Regions from separate parts of the Mus musculus genome. Here region 2 is linked to region 1. Evidence: chromatin contacts called from public HiChIP or PLAC-seq data. All regions are on one chromosome and are shown on one strand. The core of a region is the stretch at or near the end of the contact, and the rest is flanking DNA. Distances in the headings are between cores, read along the strand shown.

Region 1 (6,939 bases), core at 1,764-4,263:
AGCTCAGATGAAACATAGTAAGAAGTAAGTAATGATTTGGTGTTATCGATAGGAAAGTCGCTTCTAATAGCATGAAGGGTAGGTATCTGCCCAACTTGTATGCTGTTTAAGGCTTATTGTAAACATAAAGGCTGTGTGTGTGTGTCTTTTATCTGGGAAGTAAAGGGTCAAAGGCAGGGTAGAAACCCCAGGTCAGGATTAAATAATTTATACAACACACTGTTGCAGATTTCCATTCATTTTCATGACCATCTAGCCATCCCTCCTGTTGTTCCCCATACCTGATTCTGAACTCTCCATTCCCTTCCCCTCTCCCTTCCAGTTCCCTGTCTCCATCTGCCTCTATTGTATTATATTTCCCCTTCTAAGTGATATTTATGCTTCCTCACTTTGATCTTGCTTCTTGTTTAGCTTCTTTGGCTTTGTATTTTATGACTGATATCTACTTATAAGTAAGTAAATACATGCATGTCCCTTTGGTTTTATGTTACCTCACTAAGGATGATATTCTTAAGTTTCATCAATTTGCCTGAAAATTTCATGATGTCTTGATTTTTAATAGCTGAATGGTGACCCACCTGACTTCTGGTTTTCACCTGTGCCAGGAGCAGAGCCCTTGCACTGGACCTGATCACACACAGTCGACACCCATCCCAGTTGCAGCACTACTTCCCAGGTATTCTGACAAATCCAGGGTCAAAGCATCACAGGATTGCAGGATCAAAGGCTCACAGGAAGGACAGGCCCCAGTGAGAGACAGGGAGGCTAGATAACACCAAAGATAACCAGATGGCGAGAAGAAAGCATAAGAGCATATGCAATAGAAACCAATTTAACTTGGTAACATCAGAATCCAATTCTCCCACCACAGCAAGTCCTGGATACCCCCAAACACCTATAAAGCAAGATTCAGATCTAAACTCTCATTTCATGAAGATGATAAAGGACTTTTAGGACATAACTACTTCCCTTAAAGAAATACAGGACAAGACAAGTAAACAAGTAGAAGGCCTTTAAGAGGAAACACAAATCCCTTAATGAAATACTAGAGAACACAATTAAACAGCAAAAGGAATTGAACAAAATCATCCAGGATCTAAAGTGAAAATAGAATCACTAAAGAAAACTCAAAGGGAAAAAGGCCTGGAGATTGAAAACCTAGGAAAGAGTACAGGAGTTACATATGCAAGCATCACCAATAGAATATGAGAGATAGTAGAGAGAATTTCAGCCACAGAAGATACAGTAGAAGACATGGACACAACAATCAAGGAAAATATATATAAAACCTCTTACCTCGAAATACTCAAGAAATCCAGGTCACAATGAAAATAAAGAACCGGAGAATAATAGGTACAGAAGAGAGTAAAAATTCAAAACTCAAAGGGCCAGCAAAGTTCTTTAACAAAATTATAGAAGAAATCTTTCCTAACCTAAAGATATGCCCATAAACATACAAGTCTCCTACAGAAAATAAATTCCTCTTGTCACATAATAATTAAAACAGAAAATGCACAGGACAAAAAAAGAATAGTGAAAGTAGTCAGGGAAAAATGTCAAGTAACATAAAGGGAGACCTATCTGAATTACACCACACTTCTCAGCAGAGACTCTAAAAACTGGAAGATTCTGGGCAGATGTCATACAGATCCTAAGAGAACAAAAATGCTAGCCCAGGCTACTATACCCAACAAAACTTGAAATTACCATAGATGGAGAAATTAAGGTAGTGCAAGATAAAACCAAATTTAAACAATATCTTTCCACTAATCCATCCCTACAGAGGATTATAGAAGGGAAGATCCAACACAAGGAGGGAAACTACATGCAAGAAAAGGCAAGAAATTAATCTTTTCACAACAAACTCAAAAGAAGAGAAACACACAAACATAATTCCACCTCTAACAACAAAAATAACAGGAAGCGACAATCATTGGTCCCTAATACCTCTCAACATCAATGGAGAGGCATTAATCAATTCCCCAATAAAAACATAAAGGCTAACAGACTGGATACATAAACAGGATCCAGAATTTTGCTGCATACAAGAAATACACCTGAGAGACAAAGACAGACATTAACTCAAAGGAAAAGAATGGAAAAAAATTTCCAAGCAAATGGTCCCAAGAAACAAGCTGGAGTAGCCATTCTAATATCCAACAAAATAGACTTTCAACCAAAAGTTATCAAAGAAGATGGGGAAGGACACCACATACTCATCAAAGGAAAAATCCACCAGGATGAGCTCTCAATTTTGAACATCTGTCCCCCAATTGCAAGGGTACCCATGTTTGTAAAATAAATGTTACTAAAGCTCAAAGCGCACATTGTAGGAGATTTCAACAACTCACTTTCACCTATGGACAGATTGTGGAAACAGAAACTAAATAAAGACACAGTGAAACTAAAAGAAGTTATGAACCAAATGGATTTTAAAAAAATCTATAGAACATTTCACCCTAAAATTAAAGAATGTACCTTCTTCTGAGAACCTCTTGGTACCTTCTCAAAAATTGACCATATACTCAGACATAAAACAAACCTCAACAGATACAAGAACATTGAATTAATCCCATTTATTCTATCAGACAACCACGAACTAAGGCTCATCTTCTGGTATATCTGTTGTTGAAGTCCAGCTTTAATTTATGGTGTTCTGATCAGATACAGGACATTGTTTCAATTTCCTTGTATCTTTTGGGGCTTGCTTTGTGACCAACTTTGGAATTACTTATTTCCTGTGTTTTTGAACGTAGTTATCCTTCTTGGGTTGGAGTTTTTCTTTTAATATTTTCTGTAGTGTAGGCTCCCCCAGCTTGAAGCAGGCTGATCCAGACTTTGACCTTGCTGCCACTAAGAAGGAGATTACCTAGGGTGGAGCCTTCTGACATAGATGGCTCTTTTGTTCTGTCACCTGCCACTGCTCTCTCCAAAACACTGCTACCTGCTGAGAGGCCCCTGAGATATTCAGGAGGAACATTCTATCCTGCAAGTGGCCTACAGGGTGGCTCCAGATACCAAGAATGGACTGGTGGGGGATGGGCCTTCCCCCTTAAAATCACACTCTCTTAGTAAACTGGCGGGCTTTGAACAGAATTATGTCTTGGTCTCTATTAATTTCTCACCGCAGTCTAAGTCTTTTTCAGCCCCAGCCTGCCTCCCAGGTGTACCCGGTTCAAGAGGGCCGCGGGCTGGTATACAACACTGTAGAGCTTGATTTGTGGAGAGATATTGTTTGAATTGGGATTTTCTTGAAATACCTTGTTTTTTCCCCATCTATTGTGATTGAGAGTTTTGCTGGGGATAGTAGTCTATGTTGGCACTTACAGTTTTTTAGAGGTTACAAGATATCCTTCTAGGCCCTTCTAGCTTTTACATTCTGAGTTGGGTATAATTCTGATATTATTTTACCTGGACACTTTCCCTTGCCACTTGTAATATTCTTTCTTTGTTTTGTAGATGTTATGTTTTGATTATTTTGTGCTGGGAGAATTTTCTTTTCTGGTCGAGTCTAATTGGTGTTCTATAAGCTTCTTGTATCTTTATAGGCATCTCTTTCTTTAGTGTTGGAAAGTTTTTTTCTATGATTTTGTTCAGAATATTTTCTGGGCATTTTTCACCTTTCTCTATTCTATTATTCTTAAGCTAGGTCTTTTCAGGTTTTCTCAGAATTTCTGGATGTTTTATGCTAGGAAATTTTTAGATTTAACATCTTCTTTGACCGATGTATCAATTTGTTCTATTGAATCGTCTATATGCGAGATTCTCTCTCCTCTAGCTCCTGTATTCTGTTGGTGACACTTGCTTCTGTTGTTCCTGTACTCTTCCCAAGGTTTTCCATCTCCAGGATTTCCTCAGCTTGGGTGTGTGTGTGTGTGTGTGTGTGTGTGTGTGTGTGTGTGTGTGTATGTGTGTGTGTGTGTTTCTTATATTTACACTTTCAGGTCCTGCACAGTTTTACTTATTTCCTTCATCTGTTTGATTGTATTTTTACTGTATTTTAAAAAAGGAATATATTCCTTTACTCTTTAAAGGCCTCTATCGTCTTTATAAGATTGGATTTAAGGTCATTTTCTTGTGTTTGGTTATATTAAGCTAGCCAGGGCTTGCTGTTGTTATAGTAGGTTAGCTGTTATTTGGAGGTATCATATTGCCTTGGGTTTTGTGGATTCTGTTCTTTTGGATGCCTTTTGCAATTTGGACATTTTTGGTCCCTGGATGTTCTTGTTGTAGTAGGTATTGGGAGTAGGGCGACCTTTGATGGTCTTAGAGTGGCATACCTCTGATGGGCATCCTTGAGTTGTATGGTTTCAGACCTGAAGGTCTGTTATGGTTCTGGAGTCTCAGGTCTGATGAAGGTAGAAGGATAAGTGGTAGAAGAATGGAGGTCCCCCTTGTACAGGAGGCTACTCAAGGCAGCTTGTCTTGGACTAGAGCTCCTGTAGAAATTCTTGTGTGAGTTTTCAGTGACCTCTGTGCAGCTTGTGGTACGGTAGCAAGTTTTGCAAATATTATCAAGTTATTATGGCTAAGGACTCTTTCTTCTTAATTTCTGGAGTTTATTTGTTAATTTTCATTTAAACTGACATCAACACTTCTATTTTGATTTTTGACAACTCTGACATTTCTTCCCAGTGGGCTCCTATCAATTTGCAAAAGGGATGCATAATTTAAAAGACTTCCTAGAATGAAGTTGTGGGTCAGAAAGCAAGGTGTGTTCATTCACCTTCTTTTGTTCTGTGCAGGATGCCGAAAGCTGTGTCTTTGTGTGCTCCTAGAATGTTAAGGTCCCCTGAAGCTCATTTTCTTCTTAAGTAACAGTCAAAACTCTGTTTTATTTTCTATTTAGTGCTTCCAATTCTTATAATTGTACACAGCAGGGAAGACTGATGGGTTCACACCATACTAACTATTTCTAAACTCCAGGGAGTCAATTTATTAAACTAGAGTTAAAACCTATGTAATCACCCAAGGCTACTTCAGGTATTGACAGACTAAGAATTGACAGAGAGATTCCGAGCTCAAGTCATATGCCCTGTCTGTTTTCCTAAATCTTAAAGTTTAGAGAGATATTAATGGAAAACCTACACTAACCATTCAAGTTTCGCAGCACTAATTGTATTTAAATGGCTGCTATGCCAACTATCCCTACTCTGAGCAGGAAAAGAGACAGAGGGATAGACACAGCCATGCACAGAGGAAAGAGAACTGTTGTTGACTTGAACACAATTTATAGACACAAATTCTCTCTGGTTTTCCAAGGATTGGTCTTTCTTTCTTTCTTTCTTTCTTTCTTTCTTTCTTTCTTTCTTTCTTTCTTTCTTTCTTTCTTTCTTTCTTTCTTTCTTTCTCTTTGTCTGTCTTCCTTCCTTCCTTCCTTCCTTCCTTCCTTCCTTCCTTCCTTCTATTTTTGTCTGTACTTCATGAAGTTGTATTTGTTCTGTTTAGCTAACTTCTTTTAAGCCGAATAGCTGCAGGTTAAGTCTAACTTCTCAGCCTGCTTCAGAGGCAAAAACATAGATGTTTCACATGTAACCTTAGATGAACAAAGCCTGAGAGTCATCTAGGTATTTAAAGTCCCCACTTGGCTATCCATACAGAACCTTACACAGAACTGCCTCTATGAATACTGAATTTATATAAAAAAATTCTTTTAACGCATTTGGATATGAATGATGTGTTGTATTTAATACAGAAAGATGGCTTTCTTTGCCAAGTGTTATTCTTAGTTCATTCATAGCTTCCTGAATTGGGCTATGAAAATCAACAGGAAAATGGATTAGGATTAAGACAGCCTTCAAACACACTCCTTTGTTGGAGCTCAGTTTATCCTGGAGTTAAAACCCTTTATATAACACCATGGGATACACATTTGGCTCCCTGGCTAATAACTGAAAAGAAATGGAAGTTAAAACTAAAGCCTCTGAACAATGGGGGGCTCTGCAGATAAAAGCAGGCATGTGATAATCCTACTCCTGTGAAAACTCTAATCTTTGGTGGGGGTGGGCACTGATGGATCCTGATATAGTATTCTAAGTTCCTGGGCTTGCCAAGAGAACAGGCCACTCTGGGGTGTCTGTTTTGCTTGTTTCCATGAAAGGCAGAGTAAAAGCATCATAGTTTAAGCACAAAACACACAGCTGAGTGAGTTTTGACCTTGGCTGTATCCCAAGGAGGCAGTTTAAGTGCACAGTTTGCCTAGTTCAGAGAGGACTCTTGGAATCAGTTGATAAGTATTATATCGATAGTTTTCTCTGATAGGAGCCAGATGTCTCCTTCCCTCTGTGTGATTCTTTTCTTTGCATCTACAAAATAACACGTTAAAAACAGAAAAACCATACCTCTGCATCTTACATTGCAATAGCACTTTCTTAGCTCCATTTGTGACTATGAGTTCTAGAACCTATTGCTCCAGTTGCATAGCAATGCCTTTTCCTCTGGGCATACAGACAGGAGCCTGACCAATTGTCTACGGGGAACCTCTGGATGTGAACACTATCCATCTGGGCTGTCATGCTTGGGTCTCCTAAACAGGAACTCTTTTTCCACTGTAGGCAGTGCTGTGTTCTCTAAGGACATGCTTTCACGGCTGAACCATTTAGTTCTATCTCATCTAATAAGTTCTAAAGTTCATCTATTATATTTTCAGAATGAAGCATATTGCTTGGAAAATATTTTACAGAAAAATCATGCAAACAAGCATTTGTTGAATATCCCACCAGTGTGTTTTTTAGTTAAACTGACTTTACTGGTAGACCTTCAGTAACAGTGCTTTTTTCTGCCAACTACATTGTAGATATAATTGAATAAGTGGCTGTGGGATACTAATGAGAACTCATGTGAACCAAAGCATTTATAGTACTGCAGTGGTCATTTGCTATATATAATTTCTTTGGACCTAAGATTCTGGAGAAAACCGAACCATTACTATAAACAATA
Region 2 (6,939 bases), core at 1,839-4,338, 800 kb after region 1:
ACCTAGGCAATACTTTAGTTTCTGCCTTTTCCTTTTCCTACAGTATTAAAAAGATACCCCAGACAGACAGACACTGTCTTAACATAGGTTTGACTTTAGCTTTCAGTTAGTAAAATTTGGATTTCTAGAAGCTACTAGAATAATACTGCATTGTAAAGGTTTCTAAAGTAATTTCTAAAGACTAATAACCCTCTACTTCAGTCTCTTTAAGCTTATTTCTATTATTCATGGATATAAATGGACCTTCCTAATTTACATGAATATTCAAATGCTTTGATCATCCCAGTTAACATTCTAGAAGCTTAAATGAATTTTAAAGTGTTACAGATACAAATTCTCTATATACTTGTGTGATTAATCAGAAACCAAGATAATCCAAGTATCTGTAATAAAAAAAAGTCAAAAGCGAAACAATTCCCCTAGTTATGCATTTCGCCAACTTTATCACCAAATAGTTAGTTGATATGCAAGATTTCCTAAGCCTGATCCCTTTGAATGTGTGTGAAAACTTCACCTGACAAGATCAAGACCTGAACATGCTCTCAACATGACCTCTGGGTAAGTCTTGATCTTCACTTTAAAGACAACTCAGAATATGAGAACATTATATTGACTCATAGTTTTAATTCCATAATAGCTTGAAAACTCTTGATCATTATCATCATTTTCTCTCCCTGTTCTCCACTTCATTCTGTTAGTTTGGAATTGGGAGAGAGAAATGAATGACCTTCTTTCAAAAGTAACATGACATGTTAATTTTATCTCATTTTAAATGACAGAATGATTCTTTACCTCTCTCCCTCCTTAAAAATTAAGAGACCCTACGTACTTGAATATCTTTTACCTCTTGGTACTTGGATTAATGAGAGAAACCTGGTGGTTAAACGTGTCAGCTTTATGCTGTGATTGGAGATTACCTTTCTGAATGCTCACTTAAGAGGGAAAATGGGGGAGCATATCATGTGCTTCAGTCCCCACCCCACATGTGCCGCCCAGACAGCTTGACCCTCAGAAATTCTGACACCACCATGATAACAGGTAAGACCAACCCCCCACACCCCAACATCTGGCCTAACTGAGAATGAAAGACCCACAACGTGAAGACTCCCCCACGTTCTGACTCAGGAGAAGCAACACCCCAAATCACTCAAGAGAAATGGTCTTGAAGCAAACCTCAAGAGGACTTTTATTCCAGGCTCATTCTAGGGCACACAGTCATACACCATGCAGGGGTAGAGACCATGGCACCACTAGTAGATAGGTAAGGGAGTATTTAAAGGAAAAAAAAAAAAAACACAACTCAAGGGGTTGGAGAGGGTGTTGTTGGAAAATACCAAAAATACCAGTTAAGAGTCATGAGGAAGTCACAAGTCACAAAGAAAAATACCTGATAGTTGTGCAGTTATTTCTCAAGACAGTTTCTATGAGCCTCTAACAATAGCACATTTGCATAGTGGTTCCAGCAAAGGTCAGGGTGGTCTCTTTTGAACAAACACTCCCTGAATCCAGGAAGCAGGTGGGTAAAGGAATGTCGCTATCTGCTTTATGATTAGCCTGCCTTGGAGCATTGAGTCACAAAGGTCGCATTCTCAAGCCTGGACCTAAAGGTCTAGTTTTTGTTTGTTTGTTTTTCTGTTATACTTTTTCAAGACTGCCCACCCCCTGCTCCCCCCACCTGAGATGCAACTTCCTTCTGGTCCCCAACTGCACCCTTGATCAGATCTGGAGTTCCATCTCCCAACCCACCCCACTCACACCCAGAGATAGCATGACTCCCAGAAGTTCCATCCCAGCTAAGCTCACAGATCAGATGTTCCAGACACCCTCCTACTACACACAGAGACAGCCTGAGCTAAGGAGGTTCATCATAACCTGGCTCACAGGAGGGGGGACAAGCTCCAGTCAGAGACAGAAAGGCCAGTTAACTCCAAAGATAGCCAGATGGCAAGAGCAGGAAAATAAGCAATAGAAACCAATGTCACATGGCATCATCAGAACCAAGTTCTCCCACCATAGCAAGCCCTGGATACCCTAAGACACCCAAAAAGCAAGATTCTGACATAAAATCTCATCTCATGAAGATGATAGAGGATACTAAAGAGGACAAAACACTAGAAAGTCCCAGACATCAGGGAAGCAAGTGGCTCCCAGGACCCAACAAGGATAATATTAGCCAAAATACCCAACAGAAGGGAAATAGAATCTGAAGAAACCAACTCCAGTAGATAGGTATGGCTCCCCCAGTTGAGGGATGGGCCTACCCATCCATCTCAAAAAATTTAACTGTGATACGTTCCTGTCTAAAGGAAACATGGGGACAAAAGATGGAGCAGTGATTGAAGGAAAGGCCACCCAGAGACCACCCCACCTTAGGATCCATCTCATCCACAGACACCAAACCCCTACACTATTGCTGATGCCATACACTGGAAGTGCTCGCACACAGGAGCCTATAGCTGTCCTCTGAGAGGCTCTGCTAGTACCTGATTAAGACAAATGCAGCTACCCACAACCAACCATTCTACTGAGCCTGGACACCACTGAGTCCTTGGGGAGGACTGACAGAGCTGAAGTGGATTACAACCACATAGGAAGAACAACAATATCTACTAAGCAGACCCCTCTGAGCTCCCAGAGATGAAACTACCAAACAAAGTTCATACATGTTTGGGTCCATCGCTCCTACTGTATATGATGTTTATGACTGCCTTATCTAGAATCAATGGGAGGGGAGAGGCCCTTGGTCTTATGGAGGCTTGTCCCAGTGTAGGGAAATGCTAAAGGGGTGAGGCAGGAGTGGGTGGGTGGGGGAGCACCTATTAAAGGCAAAGGGGAGGGAGATAGGATGGAGGAGTTAAGGAGGGAGACAACCCTGAAAGGAGTAATTATAATGTAAATAAATAAAATAACCAATTAATTTAAAAAGGTAGAAGAGAAGGAAAGGGAAAAAGGTCAGGCACCAGGAAACTCCACTAATTCCTAGGTAATTGAATCAAAAGAGTAACATTAATGGCATCCCTGAGTGGTAGCCTTCTTGTCTCCTTAGAAATGCAGAAGGCAAACTGTTCATTGTTGTAGACAGCATTGATATGGAAATGACAGTGGTTGAGAAGGCAACACAATTCTGCATGGATACACTGACCTCAGGTTCTCCACTGTGGGGTGCCCCATCTCTCATGGCTATTTCAACTTCTTTGAGGTCACAGTTAATTAGTAAACAGCTTGAAAAGGTGGCACTTAAGGGGGGTGGTGCTCCACATTAGATTATTCATACATACTCATGAATACACTCTCACCACACAAGGGGATAGAATATAAATATCAGGGTACAGAGGGACCACAACTTTAAAAATAACTGAAAACAATGTAATTAAAATATCTAGCTTTGAGGAAGAGATGAATAAAAAGAACTCTTTGAAATTACCAATTCAAATGTCTTCCTTTTACAAATGAAAAGCTAAGCAAGAAAGAAGGGGAAGTGATCCTCACAGGTACCACAGAAGCTGTGGGATGACAAGCATCAACCCGATGTTGGTCTTAGTTTCTTTATTGCTCTATTTTCTCCTTATGCTATAGTGAACCTATTTATAAATACTGTGGGCAAGAAGTGATCATAGTAGCAAATACATGGTATTATCTCAATGGGTTACTTCTCAGGAAGGGTAAGAAATAGATGAGTAGTTGTTTCTTTTTTCTAATATTAGAAATTTAATACTGTTCTTTGACTGATAAATACCAGGAAGATTTGATTCCACCAAGCTACTGTCCTAACAGCCATGCTCCTTTCTGGTTTCCCATGCATGAGATTACTTTGATTTTCCCAATGTTTTTTAGTTTATCTGTAGTGACATCTGTGTGTGTAAGTGTGTGTGTGTGTGTGTGTGTGTGTGTGTGTGTGTGTGTGTGTGTGTGTGTGTGAGAGAGAGAGAGAGAGAGAGAGAGAGAGAGAGAGAGAGAGAGAGACTAGAGACTCAGAGCATGAGACACATCCTAGTGGGAAGTAAGACCATTTCATTCATGTATTCTTCTGAAGGGCTTTTGTTGGTGCATTGTATGCCAATGGTTGTTACTAATTTCTTACCTCCTACTTTTCCTTAGTAAGAGGACTATGGTTTTTAAAATAGTAATTTTACCAGCTAGATGATTCTTTCCTAGACTTCCCTGGAATTGGGAACATCTGTATGCCTGTTTGTTGTAGAAGGATAAAGGGATGAGAAGTGACTTCAGAATGTGTCCACAGGTAATAAGAGAAGGCTGAACCACTTTTGCTTTGTGAGATAATGGAAATGTGTGGTGCGGTTCTACACATATTCCTGGAAGGCAAATGCAGGGGGTACATGGGACAATGAGGGAATTTGTCCAAGAGGTCTGATCATGTGGACACCCTTTCAGCTACAGAGAAACCCTTCTGACCCAGGCAGGGTCCACTTGGAAAGCAGAATGGCTATCATGCCAGTGTCTGGAATATCTCCCTGTGTCTAACTTTCATAGTGAATTACTTCCTACGTAGTACATAGGAAATAGATTGCTCACATTTTAGCAATCACAAAATGAACAGGAACCTTCACTGGAAGGAAATAGTACTGAAAGACCCACAACGTGAGGACTCCCCCACGTTCTGACTCAGGAGAGGCGACACCCCAAAATCACCCACAAGAAACGGTCTTGTTGTAAATTGCAAGAGGATTTTTATTCAAGAGCGCTCTCAGGCCCACGCAGGGGTAGAGGACCGTGGCGCCCCGAGTAGCTGGATTAGGGGGTATTTAAAGGAAGAAACCACAACTTAAGGAGGTGGGAAGGGCATTGCTGGAAAATACCAAAAATACCAGTTAAGAGTCACAAGGAAGTGTAAACTTACAAGAGTCACAAGGAATACCTGGTAAGTGTTAACTCTCAAGACAGCTTCTAAGAGCCCCTAACAATAGCACATTTGCATTGCAGGTTCTGGATGACTTTCTTTGAATGAGCACTCTTTGAACCCAGGAAGCGGGTGGGTGGAGGAATGTTGCTATCTGTTTTATGATTAGCATACCTTTACAAAGGCCACATTCCCAAGCCTGGCCTATAGGCCTAGAATTCTGTTTTTACTTTGTTATACTTTCAGTACTTATACAGAGAAATTGAAACCTCAAAATTAGCTAGGGAGAAAATGATCCAAAGGTATAAATCCTGGTTAAGAATGTCCATAGTCTGAACAATAGAGGGCTTTTTCTTATGACCGTGTTTCTAGGACTTAGAACATGGTCCAGTTGCTCTTTTTAGATAAATTTTGTAAGTAGGCAATAGGAACCCACTTTTTTTTTAGTGATCTGCGCTGAGTATAATTTTTTTATTGAAATTAACCCGGCATTAGTTATAATTTTTATGTATGTAGTGTAAATTCTTACATTCAATTTTGCTCATACATTTAAGAAATAAAAAGAAAACATTATAGCTTTCTAAGTAATTTTATCTTTTTAGCCTTCTAGCTTAACATTTATATACTAGTATAAATCTGTTTCTAACTTGATGAAAATTGCAATGAATAGTCCACTTAATCTACAGTAGTATTAAACTCTAGAACTGGGAATTCAGTCTTTCAGGTAGAGGAACAACAATAGGTACATTTGCTTTAAGAAAAATATTTGAGTGGAACATTAGTGATTCAAAGTTTGATTTGAAGAGCAAAGAAAATACTCTCACACTACTGGTAGCAAACAAATCTAGACTTTTTTTTTTTTTTTCTAATACAGATTTAGACTCATATAACACCATCATACATGGAGGAGGCATACTAATAAAAGGAGGATAGCTATCAAAGGAATACTTGCAGGTCACTTATAAAAGTCATTTTGGCATGAGTTTTTCCTGAGTTTTTCTTGTCCTCATATTATAGATTGTGTACTAAAAGTAGGATTATCAAATGACTTCTAAATTTTCACACACTTTATAATTCTTGAAACCAGGATGAGAAGGTAAGCATGTTAGCTTTGAAGTCTTCTCACTTCATGGGAATTACTGATGCAGTGAACAAGTTGTGATAGATCTAAAAAGATTTAAAGTTAAATCCTAAGACTGGAATTTGGGTCATGGAAATTAGATGAAGAATTATATCTGAATTGGCAAGTACTCTGGAAATGAGAATAACATCCAGAGATGCTATGAAAAGGAAGGTTTGTCGAGAAGAGCCAAATATAAGAAAGGTACTGTTGGAGGAACTTCATTGAGTTAGGTAAAGTTCAAGGCAGCTTTCATGATAAACTCTGTGGTGTGACACCCTACTGAGTGGCCTCCCTTTCAGTATTAGAATAACCATCTTGTATTTACCCAATATTATTTAACACAGGTGATGAAATGCCATTGTCTTGGATATATCATATTCTGTAATGAAGACAAAGGTGATAATGATGATTCTATAATTTTATCTTACTGCAGTGGAGTCTCTCTTAACAGACTGGAGTAAGACTGGAGCAAGGAACTTTTGCAGACATTAGAAGGCTGATGGAGAAGACTATTGGCAAGAACTACCAGGCCCTCCTAAGATGTTGACTCTTTGCTGGCAGGACCAGGTGAGAGGAGAGAACCGGGTCCAGCTGGGTCTGTCCAGGGCTAAGCAGATGGAGAATCAATGCCCCAAAAGAAACAGACTGGGCCACTGGGAGTCTTGTCAAAGCAGGAAATCGTTTTATTAAATCAGCCTCTTGCTTATATAGGGTTGAGGGAGGAGGTGGAGATTTTTGTTGTGGTGAGATGATATAGGAGGCAGGGAAGGGTGACAGGGTATGGGGTGACTGACAAGGCCAATGAAGTTATTCTACATCAGCGATAGCTAGGCAAAGGTGGGTTTAAGCAGGTCTTGCTGAGTCACTCTAGTGTGGAAGTGAGTGAGGTAGTTTCCCATACTCAAGCCAGGCTCAGGTCTTTCCATTAGGCCATAGATTTTTGGTTGAGTTAGGTCTA

What was found. HiChIP or PLAC-seq counts read pairs in DNA pulled down with a chosen protein or histone mark.
Region 2: an H3K27ac HiChIP or PLAC-seq map of embryonic stem cells shows a contact between it and region 1, with 3 times the contacts expected there. The contact joins two enhancer-like sites. A contact is called at or near these places in 1 of 115 datasets of contacts at active chromatin or transcription factors (embryonic stem cells) and 1 of 9 other capture datasets (embryonic stem cells).

Annotation. Positions count from the first base shown.
Region 1 is chr14:37,517,853-37,524,791 of GRCm38.p6, forward strand. No RefSeq gene overlaps it. Among named protein-coding and RNA genes, the nearest start is that of Gm23909, 84 kb to the left of the region's middle. Within about 2 kb of position 3,014, at least 8 of the 459 cell types and tissues checked have an H3K27ac peak or open chromatin away from gene starts, as enhancers often do. A contact at or near this core is called in embryonic stem cells, where this site is marked.
Region 2 is chr14:38,318,028-38,324,966 of GRCm38.p6, forward strand. Gm31456 (a long non-coding RNA gene) reads left to right here. Exons shown (of 4, transcript XR_874529.2): 3 at 6,415-6,548. Among named protein-coding and RNA genes, the nearest start is that of Gm31456, 42 kb to the left of the region's middle. Within about 2 kb of position 3,089, at least 9 of the 459 cell types and tissues checked have an H3K27ac peak or open chromatin away from gene starts, as enhancers often do. A contact at or near this core is called in embryonic stem cells, where this site is marked.